Regions from separate parts of the Macaca mulatta genome. Here region 1 is linked to region 2. The links are chromatin contacts, called in public Hi-C maps. All regions are on one chromosome and are shown on one strand. Each heading gives the region's core, a stretch centred on a gene start, on an enhancer-like site or on the middle of the called end of the contact. The rest is flanking DNA. Distances are from core to core; before and after follow the strand shown.

Evidence for each region. A called contact is a pair of places that touch in the nucleus more often than the background predicts.
Region 1: a Hi-C map of fetal cortical plate shows a contact between it and region 2, with 2.2 times the contacts expected there. The contact joins the enhancer-like site here to the promoter of TDRD7 in region 2. A contact is called at or near these places in 2 of 14 Hi-C or Micro-C datasets (fetal cortex germinal zone and fetal cortical plate).

What each region holds. Positions count from the first base shown.
Region 1 is chr15:61,680,768-61,687,435 of T2T-MMU8v2.0, reverse strand. No RefSeq gene overlaps it. Among named protein-coding and RNA genes, the nearest start is that of SLC25A51, 23 kb to the left of the region's middle. Within about 2 kb of position 5,270, at least 6 of the 40 cell types and tissues checked have an H3K27ac peak or open chromatin away from gene starts, as enhancers often do. A contact at or near this core is called in fetal cortical plate, where this site is marked.
Region 2 is chr15:60,985,563-60,992,570 of T2T-MMU8v2.0, reverse strand. It overlaps TDRD7 (tudor domain containing 7), which reads left to right and starts at 4,861. Exons shown (of 17, transcript NM_001194629.1): 1 at 4,861-5,362.

The sequences.
Region 1 (6,668 bases), core at 4,021-6,520, 690 kb before region 2:
TGCAAGGTCAGAATACTTGGGTTTGCATCCTTGATCCACCACTTCCTAGTGATGTTACTGGGGAGCCCCCCACCAGCCTCAATATCTCCATCTACAGGAAGAGGGTCCTTCCTGGTGACCATGTTCCAAGACCCTGAGGGAGGTTCTCCATGACGGCACATCCAGTGTGATGGAAGCTCATTCTCCTTCAGGTATGGAGGAGCAGTGGTGTTCAAGGACTCAAAATGCCACCCTTGTCTCTTGTTCTTGGGGCAGAAGGGACCATGGAATTTCTCTCTAGATCCCATTCACCTCCAGGCGTGACCTCCCTCTGAGCCTCCACCACTAAATCCAACTTCTGTTTCCTAGCATCGCTTCACCTTTCTGAACCTCAGTTTCTTTGTACTTTTCTGATACTTTTGTTTACTTCTTTTATTTTTTATTTTTATTTTATTCTTTTGTTTACTTCTTTTATTTATTATATTTTACTTCTTTTATTTTTTTTTTTTGAGACAGAGTCTCGCTCAGTTGCCCAGGCTGGAGTGCAGTGGCAAAATCTCTGCCCACTGCAACCTCCACCTCCTGGGTTCGAGCACTTCTCCTGCCTGAGTCTCCCAGGTAGCTGGGACTACAGGCACCTGCAACCACGCCTGGCTAATTTTTGTATTTTTAGTAGGGGGGGGGGTTTCACCACATTGGCCAGGCTGGTCTCGAACTCCTGACCTCAAGTGATCCACCCGCCTCGGCCTCCCAAAATGCTGGGATTACAGATGTGAGCCACCATGCCCGGCCCGTTTGTTTATTTTGAGACAGGGCCTCCTGTGTTGCCCAGGCTGAAGTGCAGTGGCAAGATCTCAGTTCACTGCAGTCTCCACCTCATGGGCTCAAGTGATCTTCCCACCTTAGCCTCCCAAGAGGCTGGGACTACAGGTGTGCAGTACGACACCTGGCTAATTTTTGTATTTTTTTTGTAGAGATGGGTTTTCTCCATGTTGCCCAGGCTGGTCTTGAACTCCTGAACTCAAGTGCTCCTCCCTCCTTGGCCTCCTAAAGTACTTGGATTACAGACACGAGTCACCATACCAGGCCTGAACTTCAGTTTCTCATCTGCATAGCAGGGCTCCCATTGTGGGAGACCAATGCAAGCACAATGTGAGGCACACATAGAGTAAACCCGCCACAGATAGGATCTTTTATCACTGTTACTTCAGCTAACAAATACTTATTGAGCACCTACTGTATGCCAGAAACTGTCCTAGATCCCTGCTTGTGTGGAGTCTGCATTCTGGTTCCGTTCTAGTGGGTGGAGACAGGCAATAGATAATGAATACAATACCTGTTTAATATTTAAAGAATAAAGCTGCTGCACAGATTTAACATTTAAACAATAAAGACAATAGATTTAATATTGACATAATAAACGTAATTATTTAAATAGTAAACACAACAAATGCTTTTTTTTTTTTTTTTTTTTCTGTTGCTGAGGCTGGGGTGCAGTGGTGCCATGTCGGCTTACTGCAATCTCTGCCTCCCAGGTTTAAGCAATTCTTCTGCCTCAGCCTCCCAAGTAGCTGGGATTACAGGTGCATGCCACCACGCCTGGCTATTTTTTTTTTTTTGAGACGGAGTTTTGCTCTTATTGCCCGGGTTGGAGTGCAATGGCCCCATCTCGACTTACCACAACCTCCATCTCCCAGGTTCAAGCAATGCTCCTGCCTCAGCCTCCCAAGTAGCTGGGATTACAGGCATCTGCCACCACGCCTGGCTAATTTTTCTATTTTTAGTAGAAATGGGGTTTCGCCATGTTGGCCAGGCTGGTCTCAAACTCCTGACCTCATGTGATCCACCCGCCTCGGCCTCCCAAAGTGTTGGGATTACAGGTATGAGCCACCGCTCCTGGCCAACAGATGCTTATTATTTAGATAATAATTATAGTGTGTTAGAATTAATGTAAATAACAGAGAAAGATGGAATGTTAGAGGATGCTGAGTGAGGGGATGGAGGGAACTCTGTGAGCACTGCTCTGGGACGTCCAGCTGGAGAGGAAGAGGATCTTAAGAGCTGTGGTCCTAACTTCAGGAGATGTCCAGTGGGGCTGGAGCATTTTTTATTTATAAAATAGACTCCACTTCTCACCTCCCACAGGAAGCCTTTCTGGCGCCCTAGTCCCTCTTTGCTTTGAAATCCTGTGGCTACACTGGCCTCTGCCATCACACCTTGTTCTCATCCTAGCTGACCTCTGAAGGTTGACAACGCTAAGCCTTGCTAAGGGCAGTCATTCAACACTGTGTGTAATCTTTGCAGCAACCCCGTGAGGCTGCTGGTTTTGTGTTACTTTGCAGCAGAGGAAGTGGAAGCTTTTGCAGTTTACCCAGGTTGCACAGCTGGAAAGGGATAGAATTAGACTGGGTTCCCCCTGGGTGATGGCTGTTTCTCTGCTTACCCACGTCCTGGACCTGAGGAGGGCAGGGGTCCTTCTGAGCTTCTCTGGGTTTCCCCAGCCCCAGCTCCAGCCCCAGACCCTGGTTCTCTCACAGGGGCAGAGGGAGGGTCTACTGAATGGGAGGTAAGGGACTTGCCCCTGGGGTAACAGGACAACTGTTCCAGCTTGCTGGGACCATCCTGGTGTTAGCCCTCAGAGTCCTGTACCCTGAAAAGCTTCTCTTAGAGGGACAACTACTCACCCTACATGCAGAGCCCCGTCTCCTGTCCAACCCCATGGGTAGCCTGAACTCATGCTGTCCCTGATGAAAAACTACTTATAGTGTGCCTCATGTTTTAGGCAAGGTCCAAGTTGCTAAAAGTCTTTTTTTTTTTTTTTTTTTTTTTTTTTTTGAGACGGAGTCTCGGTCTGTCGCCCAGGCTGGAGTGCAGTGGCCGGATCTCAGCTCACTGTAAGCTCCGCCTCCCGGGTTCACACCATTCTCCTGCCTCAGCCTCCCGAGTAGCTGGGACTACAGGTGCCCGCCGCCTCGCCCAGCTAGTTTTTTGTATTTTTTAGTAGAGACGGGGTTTCACTGGGTTAGCCAGGATGGTCTCGATCTCCTGACCTCGTGATCCGCCGGTCTCGGCCTCCCAAAGTGCTGGGATTACAGGCTTGAGCCACCGCGCCCGACCGCTAAAAGTCTCTAAAGGTAACAGAACAGCTTTTCTGTGGGGGCACTCCCGGACATAGCAGCAGAAGAGGAACTGATGCATCTCTGGAGGACGGGAAGTCTTGAACATGTACCTAGCCTTTGACCTCATAATGCCCCATCTATGAATTTCTCCTTACAAAAACCCAGAAACAAAGATTTCTGAACAATTCCCTGCAGAGCTGGTTATACAAAAATTGGAATAAGTTAAATTAAGGTAGAGGCCGGGTGCGGTGGCTCACGCCTGTAATCCCAGCATTTTGGGAGGCCGAGGCCGGTGGATCATTTGAGGTCAGGAGTTCCAGACCAGCCTGGCCAACATGGTGAAATCCCATCTCTACTAAAAATACAAAAATTAGCTGGGCATGGTGGTGGGCGCTGGTAATCCCAGCTACTTGGGAAGCTGGGACAGGAGAATCACTTGAACCCAGGAGGCAGAGGTTGCAGTGAGCTGAGATCATGCCATTGCACTCCGGCCTGGGCAATAAGAGTGAAACTTTCTAAAAAAAAAAAAAAAAAAAAAAAAAAAAAAAAAAAATTAAGGTAGAAAATACCATACAGCTATAAAAAAAAGATCATATTGTAGGAGATTTAATAACAGAAAAAAAAAGGGACATGATACTATGTTAAGCGGAAGATGGAGGCTATAGAACTATGTAAACATGGCTTGAGCCCGCTTTTATTTAAAATAATTATATACGTGCATAGAAAAAAAGACTGAGGCGATACTTCAGAACGTGAATGTACTGTTCTTTGAGTTTCGGGTAATTTTTATTTTCTTCTTTATATTTTCCTGAAATACAAATTTCCATTACTAATACTTTTTTTTTTTTTTTTTTGAGACAGAGTCTTGCTCTGTCACCCAGGCTGGAGTGCAGTGGCCTAATCTTGGCTCCTCTGCCTCCCGGGTTCAAGCGATTCTCCTACCTCAGGCTCCCAAGTAACTGGGACTACAGGTGCCTGTCACCACACCCAGCTGATTTTTGTACTTTTAGTAGAGATGGGGTTTTGCCATGTTGGCCAGGCTGGTCTTGAACTCCTGGCCTTAAGTGATCCGCCTGCCTCAGCCTCCCAAAGAGTTGGGATTACAGGTATGAGCCACCGTGCCCGGCCACAAGCACAAACTGTATTTTTTCTTTTTTTTGAGATGGAGTCTTGCTCTGTTGCCCAGGCTGGAGTGCAGTGGTGCAATCTTGGCTCACTGCAACCTCTGCCTCCTGGGGTCAAGCGATTCTCTGGCCTCAGCTTCCTGAGTAGCTGGGATTATGGGCACCAGCCACCATGGCCAGCTAATTTTTGTAATTTTAGTAGAGACAGGGTTTTGCCATGTTGGCCAGGCTGGTCTCGAACTCCTGACCTCAAGTGATCCACCTGCCTTGGCCTCCCAAAGTGCTGGGATTACATGTGTGAACCACTGTGCCAGACCACAAAGTACATGTTAATTTTATAATTGGAAGTCAGTAACTTTGAAATAATATTGCATAAAATTGTTCTGTACTGAGCCTTTCTGATTTGGCCTGACCTCCCTTCCCAGTGGGCATGAATGGACGCGGCTTTAGAGTAGACTGTAGTGGGAAAAGCCCGGATCGGGAGTCAGAGGGAGCCTCCCAGCTCTTGCTGAAGTTGTTTCCTCTGCCTAGGATGTCCCTGCTTCCTGCAGGTGAGGAGGCCTTGCTCAGATGCCACTTCTACTGTCCCTTCTGCTGGAGCACCCATCATTCATCACTCTGCACTGCCTGCCATTTATCTGTTTACATGCCTGCTTCTTCCTTCTCTGGGCCTCAGTTTCTCCTTCTGTAACCAACATGGTGACTTGGAGGCGGCATTTCCACTCCCTGGGACTTGCTGCAATACTAAAGAAAACCACACGAGGGCACTAGAGCCACACTGGTGACTTCCTGCCATCCTGGTATGATCAGGCTTTGGAAACTGTCTCCCAAGCCAGAGATGACACCAGTCACTACAGGCCTGGGATGCTGCCACCCGGGGAGCCAATGAGGAAAGAAATGGCTCATTAACTCTGTCTGAGAAGAATCCCCCAGCCTTACCCTAGTCTTCTCAGAGCTGCACTGGCTGAGATGACCCTTGGAGCTGGTCGCTCTCAAGCACCCCAAGGCATATGGAGAGGGACTTGCTGTGTGGCCTTGAGCGTGCCTCTGTCCCTGTCTAGGCCTCTATTTCTGGCCCACCCTGCTGGCTCTCTGTGCAGGGATGAAGGCATCTGACGGCCCACCGCTTCCTGTGGACTCTGATGAGGAAGGGGTTTCCTGTGCTCAGTCTCCTGCTCCTGGTCACCAGCTTGTCCCGTCTGTTTCATGCTCAACGTGTGTTAAATTGAACTGAAAGAGAAATACCCATCACCACCACCACCCACCACCACGCATAACACAGTCTAGAGGTGACCTTTCCTCCCTCCCTTCAGGAAATTCCTGGTGGCCGAGCACTGGCACTGCCTGTGACCGCTTGGTCCTGACCAAGCTCATGAATGTTTTCTGTCACCAGGACCATGTGCCAGGGCTTTGCCCTCCCCGAGCACAGGTGTTCCCCAGGCATGTGTGTGTGCGTGCATATGTTGGGACATGGGGGTGTTGGTGTCAATGTTCTGAGGGAGTCTCACAGTCAGAGGTGTGGATTCGGGGACACTGGGATGTGTTGGGGAGGTGGGGGAGAGAGGGAGAAGAGGTGAACCAAAGCCCAAGAGTCCTGGGGAGTTGGGGAGGAAGGGGGGCAGCAGGGGAGACAGACAGTCACATTCTTGAAAAGGAGAAGGAAAGGAAGGAGGAGAGTGGCAGGTAAGTTCCTGTGGGGACGGCGGGGGCGGGGCGGGGAATCACTCCAGAGCAGGTCCCCAACATGCTGGGGAAGGCTGTGCCCCCTCAGGTGTAGGTGAGGAGGGGCTTGGGCGCAGACCTTCCCGGTGGACCTGGGCTGCCTAATGCTGTCATCATGGTGGCATCATGGCGATGGTGGCAGGCAAACAATGGCAGACTTTGTGCCAAGACTCATGTCCTGCCCTTCTCTCCTTAAGAATTCGGCTCCTCTAGGAAACAGGTGGCCAGCATCTCCCCGTCTTTAGGGAGATCCTCCCTGCCCTGCCCTGTTCATTTGCCTCTGCGGGATGAGGCCTCTGGAGTCCCAGGAGTCTGGCCACCTCCCCTCAAGGCCGGCTGCGCCACATCAGGCTCTGATGCACTCACCCTGATGATTCTACCACCCTGTTACCTCTGCACAGACCATGCACCCCACCAGGTTCCCTGCTGAACTCCTACCATCTCCCAAGGCCCAACTTTTCCCCGACTGCTGCAGACAGATTGAAGCCTCTCTCATCTGGGATCCCACAGCTCCTTGGGCTGTTTTTACACACTGGAAACTTCTTGAGAGCAGGGGCTGAGTCCCATTCACCCCTATATCCACTAGACCTGAGGACCAGTAGGTACTCAAGGAATGTCTGCTGAACAAATTCATTTATTTCCATTGAGCTCATCAGGCCTCTTTCTTCCTCATAATTAGGAAGCAGAAAGGTTGCTTTTACCTTTAACCATCCACCTTTGGAAG
Region 2 (7,008 bases), core at 3,612-6,111:
TGGCTGTGTGGCCTCTAAAGCTTTAGTGATCAGTCCCTTCTGGGGATTAGGCCCTTTCAGCTGACTCACCTTGGAGGGCTTTGTGGGCAGATTAGGGGGTTTTGCTTGATCAGCACATCCTTAGCTTTACCAGGGCCTGGATTTTAGCAGGGCTTCGGCAATCTCTGCCTTTTGTTTTTTGTTTTGTTTTGTTTTGTCTTTTCTCCTTACTCAGTTGAAACAAATGCAGTTGTCTAGAAATTCCTCTGCATCTGTTCATGAAGCAATTAAAGCTGATGGGAGAGGCAGTGATTATGATGTTAATGATTAACCAAAAGTAGATCTGTCCAAAGATTCCTTTGGTCATGGATCTATTTTTCCTGACCTTATGTAAGCAAAAAGTACTCATGTGGTTGAGTTCCATCTGTATACATAATTTTGAACATGCTGTAGTTTAGCTTCAAATAGGGGTATTGTTAAAATTATTTGCAATCAAATAACTCAGCAACCAAAGATGAATAAAATGTAAACTCTTTTCAAGTTGTTCACAAGGGAGATGAGATATAAAACCACTTGCTATGTTCTCTCTGCTACAAATATATTCAAGGAACAAAGCATTCTAGAAGCTCAGCTAAAGGAGCAATGATTGTCAGGTGGGGGATTCGAGGAAGGCTTCCTGAGAGAGGAACTACTCCAGACATTGAATAATGTTATTACCAAGTCCCTGCTGTTCATTTGATAGATCATAAACTGATAGAAATGAAAGTTTTGTTTCGGTTTTCGTTTTCTTTTTGGAGTCAATATAGAAAAGAAAGGAAGTGAGATGATAGCACATAGAGGTCTATCAAGTTGTCACTCTAAATTTTACAAGTGACAAAGCTGCCTATGATGGCTGTAAAGTCTGAGAGGCTCTTAGAGAAAGGATGAGGAATGTATTCTTCTTGGGCTGTATTGCAAAGACTAAAAGAACTATCAGGTAAGAAAAAAACAAAATGAACTACAGACATGTTCCTGGACCATGCTTGCTATCTCACCTTCATTCTAAATGGTGCTTGCTGATGAGAGATGAAACAGAGAAAGGACAGAGATTCAACTCAACCAATAGTATTGGTCCTGCCTATTTTGTACAGGTATTTTGGTGTTTGCATCCAATGTGACACTCTCCAAACGTACAGGCTCCCCAGGTGTGGACAAAATGCATGAAGGGCTTTGGATGGAGGTTTCACACTGGAAATATGTCCATCTTTCTCTGCCAAGGATAAGCTGCCAACAAAGCTATCGTCCTTCTCCATAGTTGGGCCTTGATTTGCACTCCCTTTCCATGATAACTTCTCTCTTGTCTCTGGATAGGCACAATGACCTGCCAGGCTTCTGCTTAGTGGCCAGCTTTTACTAATTCCTCCTCCCATCTACCTTTCCTACCCTAAAAGCCACCTTAAGCAGAGTACCAAGGACCTCTCTACAGCCCTTGAGGATGGGAAATTATGCCTGCCTCTCTTAAAAGAGATCTAGATGCTCCTGGCCACTGCCCCTGTTGTCCAAAGATATGCTTGGGCTTTTGCAGAGGAAGAATGCCTTCCACTTGAGTCCTGTTCATTTCAAAAACTCTGCTATTTGGGCCCAGGATATACAATTTCCTCTAAGGAAATTTTTAACAGGGGTTCACAGTGGAGTTTTAAGGACTCCAAATCCTCTCTGACAGCATACATCAAAATTTGCTTTCATCTATTCTGACTTCCCTACAAAAGGGTAAGAACCATTGTGCCTACAGAGTAACCAGTCTGTGCCATCTCTGATATCTCTTAATTCTCCTGAAATACAATTATATCCAGGGTATGGGGTGAATTCTTGAACTCCCTGGGCCTTGGGCCACTTCACTAAGACAAAAAAACCACAACGTCCTAACCTGCCCTTGCTCTGGCAGATACCCAGGCACTTCTGAGAACCTCCTGATGTCTTGGACAAAAAACCTACCTGCAGAACAGACACTTTACCCAAGAACACATATGAAGGGCCAATAAACACATGAAGAGATGCTCAACATCATTAGTTCTGGGGAAATGCAAATTGAAAGCTCAGTGTGCTGTCCATATACATCCACTGGAATGGCTAAAATTAGAAAGACAGGAAATACCAAGTATTGGAGAAGATTTAGAGCAACTGGAAGTCTTATACATTACCAAGGAGGGAGTAAAAGTGGGAGTACAAAATGGTGCAGCCACATTAGAAAACAGTTTGACAGTTTCTTAAAAAGTTAAGCGTATACCTATCCCACAACCAGATGTTCTATTCTTAAGTCTTTATGCCAAAAAACCACATCACCACACAAAGACCTGCATATGGTTGTTATTACAGCTTTATTTATAATAGCCCAAACTGGAAACAACACAAATGTGCATGAAATGTGAATGAATAAACAAATTGTGATAGAGCCATGCAATGGCTTACTATTCAGCACTAAAAAGGAACCAACTACCGCTATGTGCAACAACATGGATAACTTTCAAAAGTGTTACACTAAGTGATGAAGTCAGACACAAAAGATTACATCCTGCATGATTCCATTTATATGATATGCTAGAAAAGGCAAACCTATGATGACAAAACTCAGATTAGTAGCTGCTAGGGGATAAAGGTAGGGGGAGAGAATTAACTGTAAAGGGGCACAGGAGAAATTTTGGAATTATGAACTAATCCCATATATTGATTGTGGTGGTAGATACACAATTAAAGACATTGGTCAAAACTCATCAAACTGTACATTTAAATAGGTATTATATGTCAACTATCAATAAAGCTGGTTTAAAAAAAAACTACCTGCAGAGCTTCATTTTTCTATACATATAGGACAGTCTAAACACGGAACATCTTTGCAAGGATAAAGGATCTCAAACTTGGGTTCAACTACATTATTTTATGATTTATTCTACATATTAGACTCCGAAATTGTTTTTTTAAATTTCCTGCTACTACCAGCACTCTTTCCTTTGGCAGCTGCTTTTTATATCTTTCTCTTCTAAAATGTGGAGCCACAGGATGTTGTGAGCACTGCAGAGACCAAATTGGGGTGGCTGTCTTTTAGGTCTGTCTTGGCCCATTCCTGCTGCTATAACAAAATATCTTAGACTGGATAATTTATAAATAATAGAAATTTATTTCTTACAGTTCTGGAGGCTTGGAAGTCTAATATCAAGGTGCCAGCAGATTTGGCATCTTGTGAGGACTTGTTCTCCTCCTCAAAGATGGCATCTTCTTGCTGAATCCTCATACAGTGGAAGGGGCAGAAGGCTCCCTTAAACCCCAAGGGCACTAATTCTATTCACAAGAACGAAGCCATCATGACTTGTCAAAGGTCCACCTCTCAACACCGCAGGAATGGGGATTAGGTTTCAACATGAATTTTGTTGGGACACAAACATTCAGACCATAGCAAAGTCTATTAAAAATCCACTGCAATGTTTGGAGTAGACTGGAGGGGACAGAACAGAGAAAGACATCTGAAATAGACTGAAATAGAGCAGAGGAGATGCAGAGAAATTCCAGAGAGAGACATTTAGGCAAACAGTCAGGGACCAGATCTGGAATACAAAAGAGAACAGTGTTCAAAGAAGAACCCTGTTCAAAAACCTTGAACAATTCCCCACTGCCTTTGGGGAAACATCCAAGTGTCTGAGCACTGGATATCAGGTTTTCCAGATTTACTTCCAATTTATCTTTTTATTGCCTACTGCATCTTTTCACTGAATCAAAAGCTCTATAAGCACAGGCTTATCCACGAAAATTTGTTATTTAACAGCAGTTGTTCAATATGTATTAGTTGATTGTCCATTCACCTTCTGATGGATGTTTGTGTTTTTTCCATTTGGGGCTATGGCCAACAAAACTACCACAAGCATTCTTGTACAGGTTTTTGTGTGGACATATGCTTTCATTTCTCCCGGGTAAATACCCAGGAATGGAATTGCTGGGTTGTGTGGTAGGTCTGGTACATCCCTACAATACCCGTCAGCAATAGAAAGACATGAACTATTGATACATGTAACAACATGGGTGAACATAATTTATTAAAAGAAGTCAGGTAGCCCCCCAAAAGGATAGTACATACGATTCCATATATAAAAGTTGTATATATAACTCTAGAAAAAGCAAGCTAATCTATAGCAACAGAAAGCAGGTGAGCAGTTGAGGGGGCAAGGGACAGGGAGGGACAAGATATAAGAATTACGAAGGATCACAGTAAAACTTTTTTGGGTGATGGATATGTTCATGATTTTGATTGCAGTGATGGTCTCACAGTGATATATATATATAAATTTATCAAACTGTACATTTTAAACGTTCAGTTTATTGTATGTCTTATACAATGCAGTCAAGCTGTAATAAAATACCGGTTGAATAAACAGCAAGTTCCCAGTAAATGCATATCCGATGGTGCAGAGAAGCGTTCAGTGTTGGCTGAAGGAATGCAAAGCAGGTGCCCAATAAGGGTTGGTGGAGTTAATGTGCAGAAGAAATAGGTATTCACTTATTAGGTGTTCAATAACTTTAGAATGAATGAATAAATTTGACAGATATTTATCGCTGATCGTGTGCTAGGCACTATTCTACTCTGGGAATAGGTTAAGGAACCAAACAAAAATCCTTGTGCTCACAGACCTTTAATTTTAGGAGGACAGCAGACAATAAAAGCCTAAGTAAAATACATATAGTGTGCTAGATAGGTGCTAAGGAGAAATAAGGCTGAGAATGGGGATAGGGAAAGTCAAGGAAGGAGGTTGACATGTTAAGAGACTGTGCCCACCGTCATTGAAAGGGTGATGCTTGAGAAAGGCCTGAAGGATATGGGCGGACAGAGTGTGTGTCTAGGGCAATAAAAAGTAACTGCTCCAGATGTGGAAGAAAATAATGTGCAGGAGTTGAACTGTTTGGAAGGAGGGTGAGCCCCTTAGGAGGAGCCGCCCACACCCCCTGCTGGGTCCCGGCTCGCTCGGCCAGCGCGTACCTGCGTTGTCCACCAGGAGGCGCTTCCGCACCCGCCCCGCAGGCGTCTTCCGCCGCCGGCCGGTGCGTGGGCACGCGCAGAAACCGCTAGGCGGCGTCGGTTTCCTTTCCCACGCGCGGACGCCGGCGTGGGCCGACGCGACCGAGGCGTCCGCGCGTGCGCAGAGCCGAGGCCAGGCTGCCCTCGAAGCGGGGCGGGGCGAAGCGGGGCGGGGCCGAGCAGGGCGGGGCGGGGGCTTGAGGTGATTCCCGAGCCGCGGGGCGGCTCCAGCGGTGCGGGGAAACCGAAAGTGGGCGGCGGCCGCGGCGGGGCCCTTGGCGGAGACGGCGGCGGGAGCTGGGCCCAGAGGCGCGGGGACGGGCCGTGGGCCCCCGGAACGAGGTGAGCGCAGGTCCTGCGGGTTCCGGGCGCGACAGGTGCCGGGCGACGTCGGACGGGATTTCGGGCGGGCGCGGCGCACCTGGGTCACCGGTGGGACCGCGGCCGGGGCCGGAGGCTCCAACAGGCTCGGGGCCTCTTCCCTGCAGCCGCAGGGGATTGCCCCGGCCACTACGCCTGGGAACCGGGCTGGGCGCCGGGGGAGTTGCAGTTCCAGAGCGTTGTGTTTTAAATCTCTGAAGGGACCCCGCTCCGGGCTGGGCCGGGCGTTCACGCGGGAGTCGGACGGAGCCCCCTGCTGCCTCTAAAGCTCTGTGCCGTGGGGGAAATGCAGCAGCGGGGTGTGGACGCAGGCGGGAGATGCGGACCAGGAAGTGGTTCCCGCTACCGGAGCGACAGGCCGCAGCCGCCGCCCCCAGCGACGGATGTCCGCGCTCCGCTATTTAAACCCAAGTATTTTACACCGCGAACTTCTCTTAAAGGTCTCTATAATCTGGAGACGAGCCCCAGGCAGGCCGCTCAAGTCATGCAGGGCGCACATCCCCATTTCTCTCAAACCAGGAGCACCCAGTGGGTGCAGAGCACCCAGCTGGGAGGGAAACATGGATCCGTGAATAAGTTGTCTCAACTTTCAGCAGCATCCCCCAGCAGGGTCACACTCTCAGCCTCAGCTTGCTAGGAGGGAGCTTGGAAGCAGCACATCTTTCTGCTGCCATTCACTTGAGAGGTATAATATATTTCCATTAATAGCTAAAGGTACCATTCTCAAATAATTTCTAAGAGCAGGGAAGGGAAAAAAACATATTAGGACAAGTCCTGGCTCAAAAGATTTCTGATAACCGCCCAACCAAACCAAACCAAAAAACCACAGATCCAGTTCATGGACCCTCCTGCCAACACCTCTCTGCTCTCCAATCGTGCAGGTGAAAAAAAAAGGAGAGAAATGTTCTCTCTAGGGAGAAATGCAACAGCTTAGTAGGAGAAGTAAAACTTAGACCCAAATCCCTATCTCTTCCTGGGCTGCCTTGATGTGTGTGAGTGTGTTGCATACTGCAAATAATGTGAACTTTGTAGACCTGGATTGAAATCTGGGCTTCTCATTTTACAAATTGTGTGATCTTGAACAAATTACATGCTTTCTCTGAGCCTGGTTTTCTGTGTATCAAATAGAAATATTTGGCTTACTTTGCAAGGCTTTTTCAAGATAACCACTGTATATCCTTTGCCTCATAATAATTGCCAAGCAGTATTCACACTCTTCCTCCCAACAAACTGTCCATGTTTTACATAATTGGATTTTAGTTTTTTGAGGGCAGGGACACAAAGATCTTTATGTTTCCTGTATAATATAAATTGGCACATGGTGGATATTTTTGCATTTCCAGTCAGCTGACATTCATTGAGCATCAGTGCAAAGTACTGTTCTGGGGTATAGGGAATTGCCCCTGAGGCCAGCTGGATTAGAACTCACATCTCCTGTGCCCCAATCCAGGGCCCTTTGGTGGCACACAGCCTCCCTCTTTGGTTACACGGTGAGACTGTGAGGCAGCAGTTGGCAGTGCCTTCAGATTTCAGTCTCTGTAGATTGAAAATGAAATGTAATCCCCTGCTAATGCCCTTTTAAGTGTACAGGTTGAACATGGCTGAAT